Linked DNA regions of Mus musculus: region 1 is linked to region 2. The links are chromatin contacts, called in public HiChIP or PLAC-seq maps. All regions are on one chromosome and are shown on one strand. Each heading gives the region's core, a stretch centred on a gene start, on an enhancer-like site or on the middle of the called end of the contact. The rest is flanking DNA. Distances are from core to core; before and after follow the strand shown.

Region 1 (4,977 bases), core at 866-3,365, 120 kb after region 2:
CACAGGGGAGACTCTAAAATAATCTTTCTTTCTTTCTTTCTTTCTTTCTTTCTTTCTTTCTTTCTTTCTTTCTTTCTTTCTTTCTCTCTCTCTCTCTCTCTCTCTCTCTCTCTTTCTTTCTTTCTTTCTTTCTTTTGGACACAGTGTCACAGTGTCTGTAGCTGCAAGCTGGCCTCTAATTCTCAATAATACCGAGGATGGCTTTTAAATTTCAGATCCTCCCAAATGCTTGGAACGCAAGAATGTGTCCCCAGGACCCCTGGATTTGTGAGGCGCTGGAGATTAAACTCCGGGCTTGTACACACTAAGCAGCAATCTATATCCTCAGCCCCAAATATAATTTTTCAAAAATATTTTTCTACTTTTAAATTTCAATTCATGTATATACAAGTGGAAAGAAAAAAAACCAACAACAAAAAACTCGAGAGAGGGTCTCCCTATACAGCCCTGGCTGTCCTGGAACTCTGTAGACCAGGCTGGCCTTGAACTCATGGAGATCGTCCTGCCTCTGTCTCTGAGTGCTGGGATTAAAGGTGTACACCTTGAAACTTGGTCTGTTATAAACTTTAAGGTAATGAAACCACAGAGCCAGTGGGGTAGAGCTCAGCTCTCTAAGTACAATGTAACAAGGCCTGGGGCGGGATGCGGGTGCAGGGAACTGGGGTAGCCCCTTCAGTTTTGCCTCTCAGGGTTCCAAGTTTCAGAAACCAGAGAGGGCACCAGAGTCAAAGAAGCAGAACACACGCCTTGGGGTGAGAGAGCGGGCTGCAAATTCCGGGTCTGTTCTTTCTTCTTGAGACTATTTTTTTCATCTGTAAATAGGATCCATCAAGTCATGCTGGCTGGAGTGGGATTGGGTGTAGAGCTAACATGTTAACATGTTAGAGCTAATATGTTAGAGTACTTGCCTAGCACACTCAAGACCCTAGTCTGGGACTCCAGCACCATAGGTAAACAAAAACCTGATTCAGAAATTACCTATCAACCCGGAGAAGGGTGTTCTATACCTGTAATCCCCACACTCAAGAGGCTGAAGCGGGAGGATCAGGAGTTCAAGGCCAGATTAGGCTAGTTAGTGGCAGGGGTGGAGGAAGGAGGAGAGGAAATGAAGTCAGAGGCTTGCCCAAGACTCCCACCTACAAAGTTTCACCTGACTCTAAAACAATGGCTTTTCCACGGAGAAGGGACTAGCGCAGTGGTGGCCACCACCCTTGCCCCACTTAGCCGGGGCGGGGCAGGCGGGCAGGCTCCAGTATGGTGTCTTGGTGTGTCACCCCCGCCGTGAGAAGCATTGCGGTGACCTCCGGGGAGAGAGCTAGGCACAAGATGGATGAGACATACATAGCAGCAGGTTTCTCTCTTTCCTCTGAGGGGGTGGCGGCTGGGATTACCGGATCAGTGTAATCCTGTGGGTGGGTGGGAAGCAGGTCAGGTGGCGGGAAAGGGCAAAGGCAGAGAGGCCCAGAGGCAAGAGCCAGCTTGGGGCATGGAGGAACTGCAGGGCAGGCAGCAGCCAGTGGGGCTGAGAAATAGGGCGAGCCTTGGCCAGGCAGGACGGGTGGACGCACTAAGAACTTTCTAACCAGGTTTTTTTTTTTTTTTTTTTTTTTTTTTTTAAACTTGTCTCCTTTCTCGTCTCCCTTTCAATGCTTTCTGTTTCTCAGGCAGGGGGCCAGGGCTGTCTTCCTTCTTCCCCACTTCTTCTCAACCCACCCCCACCCCTCTTCATCCTCTTCTGAACAGCTGCCCCGCCCCCACAGGTCCAGTTCACACCCACCCCTTCCCCTCCCCTCCCCTCCCCTGACAATGAGGACTGAACCCTGAGACCGACTAACCAGGGCATTGTCCCTTTAAGGAATCCCGAAATCCGGACACCCGTCTCCTCCCCCACCTGAGAACCAATTTGGGTTCCCGAATTCAACCAGAGGCTTTTGTGTGTCACGTGTTTGGGGAACAAAGCCCTGTGCGGCAGGAATAAAAAGCTCCCATTCAGGAGCCCGTTTGTTCTCCTGCTAAACGTTTCCACTCCAGCCTCGCCTCTCTCCCGGGTTCCCAGGGCCGCCTAGCTCGGGCCTCACCTTCCCCGCCACAGCTTTAATGCCCTACCCAAAGCAGGTGGCCACAGACCCAGGGCCCTGCCCACCTTTTCTTCCCGAGAGATCAGATGACACCAGCTGGCCCAGAGCTGTACCCTGCATGCTCTGTGCCTCTCCTCAAGGCATCTGAGAAGACTCGAGGCTCACGGAGTTTAGGTAGCTGCCTGAAGTCCTGCATCTGGGAGTCTGGACACTTAGCTGGGTCCTGCAAGACAGGGTGACTAACTCAAAGCAGGCAGCCTGTGGGGTCAGTCACCTGCTTCGAGGCAGACAAGTTGGAACCTCATCTCTGAGGGAAATCGTGGGTCGGTCAGAAGCACTGTGGAAGAGCCAGGGAGAACAGGAAGAACCAATACTTGACTCATCTTTAACCCCCAGCACTCAGGAGATAGAAACAGGTGGATCTCTTGTGAGTTCAAGGCTAGCCTGTTCCACACAGCAAGTTCCAGGCCAGCTGTGGCTACATAGTGAGATCCCTGTCTCCAAAATAAAAAGGGATGGGGGGAAAATATATTGATCTGAGATGCTAATTGATACGTTGCCAGAAAGGTCAATAAGTTATAGTGTCATCCCATCTGTGTAAGGCAAGGAAGGGGCTGCAGAGATGCCTCTTAAGGAAGACTTGGGTTCTATTCTGGCACGTGCATCAGACAGTTCACAACTGCCTGGACCGCCAAAGGAGCCAATGCCCCTGGCATCTGTGGGCACCTGAAATCACATTGTACGTGTTTTATTTGGTGTAATGTCTCCCCCCCACCACCACGTCTGCCGCCTCAGCCTCTGTTGCTAGGGTTGCATGTATACTTGGCAAACAGGACTTCCTCCTCTCTTCCTGGGACTGGGCATTGAACGAGGGTCTTAACACCCTTAGGCAAGCATCCTACTGTGGGGCTGTACGCCCAGCCCCCAGTCAGCCACCTCAAAGTGTGCATCAGAGGCTCTTCCCAGTGCCGTGAAGCCCCGATTCCTTCCAGGCCTGCCTCTCTTCACCTGGGGGACAGCTATGCCTCATTAAACCATCTCTCCTCTCCTCTCCACCAGTCTCCGCAGCTCCTCACCTGCCTTCTGTTTCTCAGGATTCGGCCCAGTTTTTGGTATTTCAAGTAGAGGGAGATACGTGTGGTTTCCTGTCTAGGGAACCAGAACTGTGTTTACTTAGCATGGTTTTTTTGTTTATGTGTGCATACATGTGTGTGCAGATGTGCATTATCAAACGTGTAGGTTAGGAGGTCCCTGTGGAGTGTCTTTCTCAGTCACCATTTTGTTTTTATTTTGGGGTTTTTTGGTTTGTTTGTTTTTATTTGGTGTTTTTTTGTTTGTTTTTGTTTGGGCTTTTCTTTTCTTTTCTTTCTTTCTTTTCTTTTTTTCTTTCTTTCTTTTTTTTTTTTTTTTTGGTTTTTCGAGACAGGGTTTCTTGTGTAGCCCTGGCTGTCCTGGAACTCACTCTGTAGACCAGGCTGGCCTCAAACTCAAAGATCCACCTGCTTCTGCCTTCCAAGTGCTGGGATTAAAGGAGCGCGCCACCACTGCCCGGCTTGTTTGGGCTTTTTGGTGTATGTGTGTAGTGCGTGAATGTATGTGTATGTGTGTGCACACATTGTGTTTGGGTGCATATGCACGTTTGTGTGTCTGTGTGTGTGTGTGTTCATGTCTGCATTAGTGTATGCCCACACCCAAGTGCGGGTATTTGTGTGTGTGTATGTATGCATGTGCTTGTGTGTGTGTGTGTGCTTGCATTTGTGTGTTTGTGTACTCGTGCCTGCATGTGTATGTGTGTGTACATATGCGTGTGTGTGTGTGTGTGTGTGTGTGTGTGTGTGTGTGTGTGTATGTACTAACGCTAACATCAGACGCCTCCCTCAATTGCTCTTGAGCATTATTTACTGAGTCTGGGACTGCGCATGAACCAGGAACTGCCCAGTTCTGGCTAGCCTAGCGAGAAGGCTTGCCCTGGCTTGCCAGGTTTTATGTGGGCTCTGAGGTCCTTACCTCCTGTCTTCACACTTGCATGGCAAGAGTTTTAAGCACTGAGCTGTCTGTCCAGGCCTCATTGAGAAGGGTCTCTCCCTGAACAAGTAGCTTGCTGACTCAACCAGACATGCTGGTCAGGAAGTCCCAGGCATCCCCCTGTCTCTGACTCCCTGGCACTCCAATTACAGGCCTAAGCCTCTGTGCCCAGCTTCACATGGGTGTCCTGGCTCTAAGTCAGGTCCTTAGCTTGTGAGGCAAACACCTCCTGGGTCGAGTCATCTCTGTAGCCCCTACTTATGCGTAGCAAGTGTCAGCACACTGTTCTCCCTGTCTTTTCTCCTCTCTCATACAGGGACATAGAACTCAAATCAGCAAAACTTGTTGTGAGGCTGTGAGCTCAATCCCTGGTATCATAGAAGCTGAGTTATCTTAAAAAATTAAAAACAAAACACACACTGAGTGGAAGAAGAACCTTGAAAGGGTTGGGAAATCAAACTTAAGTTCTTTTTGTTTGTGTGTGTGTTTTTTGAGACTGGGTTTCTCTGTGTTGCTCTGGCTGTCCTGGAACTAGCTCTTTAGACAGGGCTAGCCTTGAACTTAGAGATCTACCTCCCTCTTGCTTCCCAAGTGCTGGGATTAAAGGCCTGTACCAACACTGTCTGAATCAAACCCAAATTCTTGCATAAGCCCTCTGCCACTGAGCAACATTCTGAAGTTGTTTCTCGAGCACAGGTGCATGTGTGCGAGTGTGTGTGTGTGTGTGTGTGTGTGTGTATGTGAATACTGTGTGCATGTATGTGATATATTTGGATATGGGTACCCACTTGCCACTGCTTGCCTGTGGACAGCTTGGATGTGAGCCCTCACCTCCCCTTTGTTTGAGACAGGGTTTCTTTGTGGTTTGCCCACT
Region 2 (4,766 bases), core at 1,436-3,935:
CTACAGAGCTTCACCATCAAGTCTAGGACTCGTTATTCTTCACAGTTACACACACACACACACACACACACACACACACACACACTTTTTTGTGTGTCAACTTGACACAAGCTGGAATTATCACAGAGAAAGGAGCCTCCCTTGAGGAAATGCCTCCATGAGATCCAGCTGTAAGGCATTTCTCAATTAGGGATCAAGATTAGTGGAGGGTCCATTGTGGATGGGGCCATCTCTGGGCTGGTGGTCCTGGGTTCTACAAGAAAGCAGGCTGAGGAAGTCATGGGGAGCAAGCCAGTAAGCAGCACCCCTCCATGGCCTCTGCATCAGCTCCTGCCTCCAGATTCCTGCCCTGTGTGAGTTCCTGTCCTGACTTTTTGGTGGTGAACATCTATGTGGAAGTGTAAGCTGAATAAACCCTTTGCTTTCTTGGTCATGATGTTTGTGCAGGAATAAAAACCCTGACTAAGACACACACACACACACACACACACACAGAGAGAGAGAGAGAGAGAGAGAGAGAGAGAGAGAGAGAGAGAGAGAGAGAGAAGAGCATGCTTCAGTTGGAAAATGTAGTGTGATGTCCAGAAGGAACAGCTAAATCCCAAGGTCTACTCTGACACACAACAGAAGTACAGCAAGTTCTAAAATACTGTGGTGAAACTTTATTTCACAGAATGAAGACACGAGAATGCTAAGTGTGTGGATGAATAATTTCTTCCTTCTGTCATTGATAAAAATGGAAGCGAGGGGCAGAGGATCCCAGTGCAGGAGGTGTCCATCTGTCAGGATATACTGAATGGAGAAGACACTCTTCATTTAAAATTTCTTTCTTAGGATCCTTGGCATCTTCTCCTTGTGAAATATTTACAGAAAATATACATTTAAAAGGGATTTAAAACAGAAACATTCAAGCAGAATTCAGCAATCTCTATACTTGCCTTTGGACAAGATGTTCTGTAATATGTTATCTTGACCATAAAAAAAAATCAATTTTTTTTGTTTTGTTTTTTTGAGACAGGGTTTTTCTGTGTAGCCCGAGCTGTCCTGGAACTCACTCCATAGAACAGGCTGGCCTCAAACTCAGAAATCTGCCTACCTCTGCCTCCCAAGTGCTGGGATTAAAGGCATGCGCCACCACTGCCTGGCTTCAGTTTAAAAAAATTTTTAAAGGCCCTGTGTAGTGATACAGGCCTTTAATCCCACCTACCAGGAAGATCAAAAGTTCAAAGCCTGTATCTAGGTGACAAAGTGAGTTCAAGGCCTTGCCAACTTAGTGAAATGCTATCTCAACATAAAAGATAAGAGCTGGCAAGGTGGCTCAGTAGATCACAGTGCTTTAGTTGTAAGCCTGAGGATGTGAGTTCAATTCCCAGGGCCATGGAGAACTGACCCCTGAAAGTCATCTCCTGACCTCCACACATGGATCTTGGCATGTGCACGCCTACGTGTGAGAACACGCGTGCATGCACACACACACATCAAAAAGACACAATTTATTTAATTATTATTTATTTATTTTAAAATTAAATATACTACCAGTTGGTGGTGGCACACACCTTTGATCCCAGCAGTTGGGAGGCAGAGGCAGGCAGATTTCTGAGTTCCAGGTCAGCCTGGCCTACAGAGCAAGTTCCAGGACAGCCAAGGCTACACAGAGAAACCCTGTCTCATAAAACAAACAAACCAAAATTAAATACATTTAAAAGGCACTCGGGTAGAGTTTAGTGTCACAGCACTGTTCAAGTGTGCACTAGAACCTGCACACCATTCCAGATGCCACTAAAACGATGTGGGAGGAGTTCAGGCTTGTGCTGTCTGACTTAACCAGGCATGTTATGAGTTCAAGTACACTCTGGACTAGGTAAACTAGTTCCAGCTTTAAAAAATATATATATTCACATGAGGCACACACAGGGGGGTTGACTCATCAGTTATAATGCTTGTCACCAGCACCCAAATCCTTATGCTCATTCACCTAAAACTACAGTTTTAAGATATCTGACATCTCTGGGTTCCACAGGCAGCTGCACTCACGTTCACATACATCCACAGACACACAAGTGTATATACTTTACTTTAGATGTATGTTTGTATGTGTACATATATGTATACACACACATATGTATACACACACATATACATACATACACATATATGTATGTGTGTATATACATATACATATATACACATATATGTATGTGTGTATATACATATACATATATACACATATATGTGTATACATATATATATATTTTTTTTTCAAATCATGTAATTTTGATCTTTAACTTACAACATGCCTCAATTTCACCCAGTTCCTGCACCAGAAAACAAAAGTTGCAGGGCATGAGGGAGCACACTCCAGCACTTGGGTGGATTTCTGCGAGTTCCGGGCCAGCCTGGTCTATTCAGTTGTCTTTTCCATAGTAGTCTTTAGTCCTAGCTAACAGGATGGAAATATGGCCGCTGAAATATAATTAGGGCCTCTGTCTGAATTCTGCTTATTCCTGCTAAACTCTAGATTCAGTCAGGGAACACAGGAAAGGCTTTCAGGTTTCCAAATCCTAAACCAGGAGGACTCCTTAAAAAAACAGGCGTTTGGGGGTGCGTTCCACTAATGTGTCTCCTGTCGGCCGCCGTCACCCGGCTGGTGACGCAACCCGACGTTCTCCCCGCCCCGCGGTCGCCGGGGTGTCACGATGGCGGCGCCCAGGTGCTGCGTTCTATGGCGCGTCTGCGGCCGCGGGTGGTGGCGAGCCACGGGACACTGCAGGCTCCCCGGGTGTCATAGATCCTGGCCATGGGCCACGCTGGGAACGCGGTCCTTGTCCCAGGAGAAGCGAGCCGCGGAAACGCACTTCGGGTTTGAGACCGTGTCGGAAGGGGAGAAAGGAAGCAAAGGTGACAGAGGGCGCGAGGGTGGATGGAGGGACCTGTCGGGCTCCTGTTCGGGTTCCTTTTCTCACTGAGGGTTGATTGGATGCCCTGTCGGCCCCGGAGCTGTGTTCCTTACTGTCCTGACTTCCCAGACCCAGCTTCCCTTTCGGGGACTCATTTGCTGTCACTGCCACTGCAGCCATTTGAGACGCTGCCCCCGGCGACGCGCCCCCTTTTGTCAGGGTCTCTCTGTGTCACCTTGACTGCCCTGGAGCTGTCCAGGATGGCCTCGAACTCACAGAGATGCACCTGCCTGTGCCTCTGCCTCTGGAGCGCTGCCATTAAAGGCTGTGCGCCACCAAACCCGGCTTTTCCCTCTTTGAAGCACAGCATGACCCTTTACGCTCGTCAACTGCGAGATTGTCCTATACGTATGCCAGGTGCCGTGTACAGATTTTCCCCCCACCCATTTCTCACTTCAGTTTCCCACTAGTGACTGTTGTTACTACTTTTCTGAGGGAATATAGGGTTAAGGTTAAGCTTGCACTATTTAAAATGGTAGCCAGGAGCTGGGACTGTGGCACAATTGGTCGAGTGCTGCTGGCCTGTCACTTCCTGCGGCTCAGTTTCATCCCCAGCACCTCATAATTTGTGTGGTGGTGTAAACTGTGTTCCCAGCACTTGGCAGGTGTGTGGGGGAAGGTTACAAGTACAAGGTAATTCTCTTACTGTACTGTGAATTTGAAGCCAGCCTCAGACAGAGAGATACTGCCTCCACAAAGATAAGTATAAACTTGTAAGTTAGAAGAGTAACTACTTGTCTAACACAGAATTTACATCCTTATTTTCTTACTAAAGAAAGACACTAAAAAAAGAAAAAAAAAAAAAAAAAAAAAGCCGAGCACTTGGGAGGCAGAGGCAGGCGGATTTCTGAGTTTGAAGCCAGCCTGGTCTACAAAGTGAGTTCCAGGACAGCCAGAGCTACACGAGAAACCCTGTCTCAAAAAACCAAAACCAAACCAAAAAAAAAAAAAAAAAGACGCTATCCCCTCCTTTTAAAAACACACGCTCACACATAGTTCAGGGCCATCCTTGCCTACATAGAGAGTTCCAGGACAATCAGAGTTACACTATGAAACCCTGTCTCCAAGAAAAATAAAACATCAGAACTGTCTGACACATACAGTGCCATGCATTCAGGAGGCCTGGGGTAGGATCACAAGTTCAAAACCTTTCCTAAAAAACAAAACCAAAAAACAACAAACAAACTAAACAACGAAAACAACTGCTTAGCAGCTACAAGCACTTCAGTCCTAGCATTCACATGATTGTTCACAATTGTCTATAACAGCAAGACGTTTGACTCCTTTAGGGTAGAGTCACTCTTGCACAGGGATCGCCTAAGACCATCAGAAAATCCAGTTATTTACATTATGACTCACAACAGCAGCAAAACTACTGTTATGTACTTATGAATTAGCAATGAAAATAATTTTGTGATTGTGGGTCCCCACAACATGAAGAACTGAACTAAAGGGTCAGCATTTAGAGGTTGAGAACCACAGACTGTAACCTGTTCCAAGGAATCCGAAGGCCTCTTCTGGCCTCCATGGGCACACATGTGGCACCCAGACATACATGCAGGCAAATACTCAACACGCATAAAATAAAAATTAATATATTTTTAAAAGTCCAACAGATGGGATTTCACTAACATTTTTACAGTTCTTAATTTTGGTTTAAAATTTTAAATCCTAAGAAAAATTACAGTTTTGAGGGGAATCATATTGTTTTATTTTTGTTTTAAAATGTAACAGGAGTGATGTGAACACTTTTTCCCTCATTATGGAGCTTAGGGTAGTGATCAAGCATGCTTCCTGTGGCTTGGCAGA

The links. HiChIP or PLAC-seq counts read pairs in DNA pulled down with a chosen protein or histone mark.
Region 1: an H3K27ac HiChIP or PLAC-seq map of embryonic stem cells shows a contact between it and region 2, with 5 read pairs. The contact joins the enhancer-like site here to the promoter of Coq5 in region 2. A contact is called at or near these places in 4 of 39 promoter capture datasets (the C10 cell line, cranial neural crest, maxillary cranial neural crest and 1 more), 1 of 484 Hi-C or Micro-C datasets (nephron progenitors), 3 of 115 datasets of contacts at active chromatin or transcription factors (the SCID.adh cell line, embryonic stem cells and trophoblast stem cells) and 2 of 9 other capture datasets (adipose tissue and pancreatic islet).

What each region holds. Positions count from the first base shown.
Region 1 is chr5:115,402,551-115,407,527 of GRCm38.p6, forward strand. It overlaps a transcript of Msi1 not described here. Among named protein-coding and RNA genes, the nearest start is that of A930005G22Rik, 24 kb to the right of the region's middle. Within about 2 kb of position 2,116, at least 105 of the 459 cell types and tissues checked have an H3K27ac peak or open chromatin away from gene starts, as enhancers often do. A contact at or near this core is called in embryonic stem cells, nephron progenitors and pancreatic islet, where this site is marked.
Region 2 is chr5:115,277,017-115,281,782 of GRCm38.p6, forward strand. It overlaps Coq5 (coenzyme Q5 methyltransferase), which reads left to right and starts at 2,686. Exons shown (of 7, transcript NM_026504.2): 1 at 2,686-2,898. The coding sequence starts at 2,697.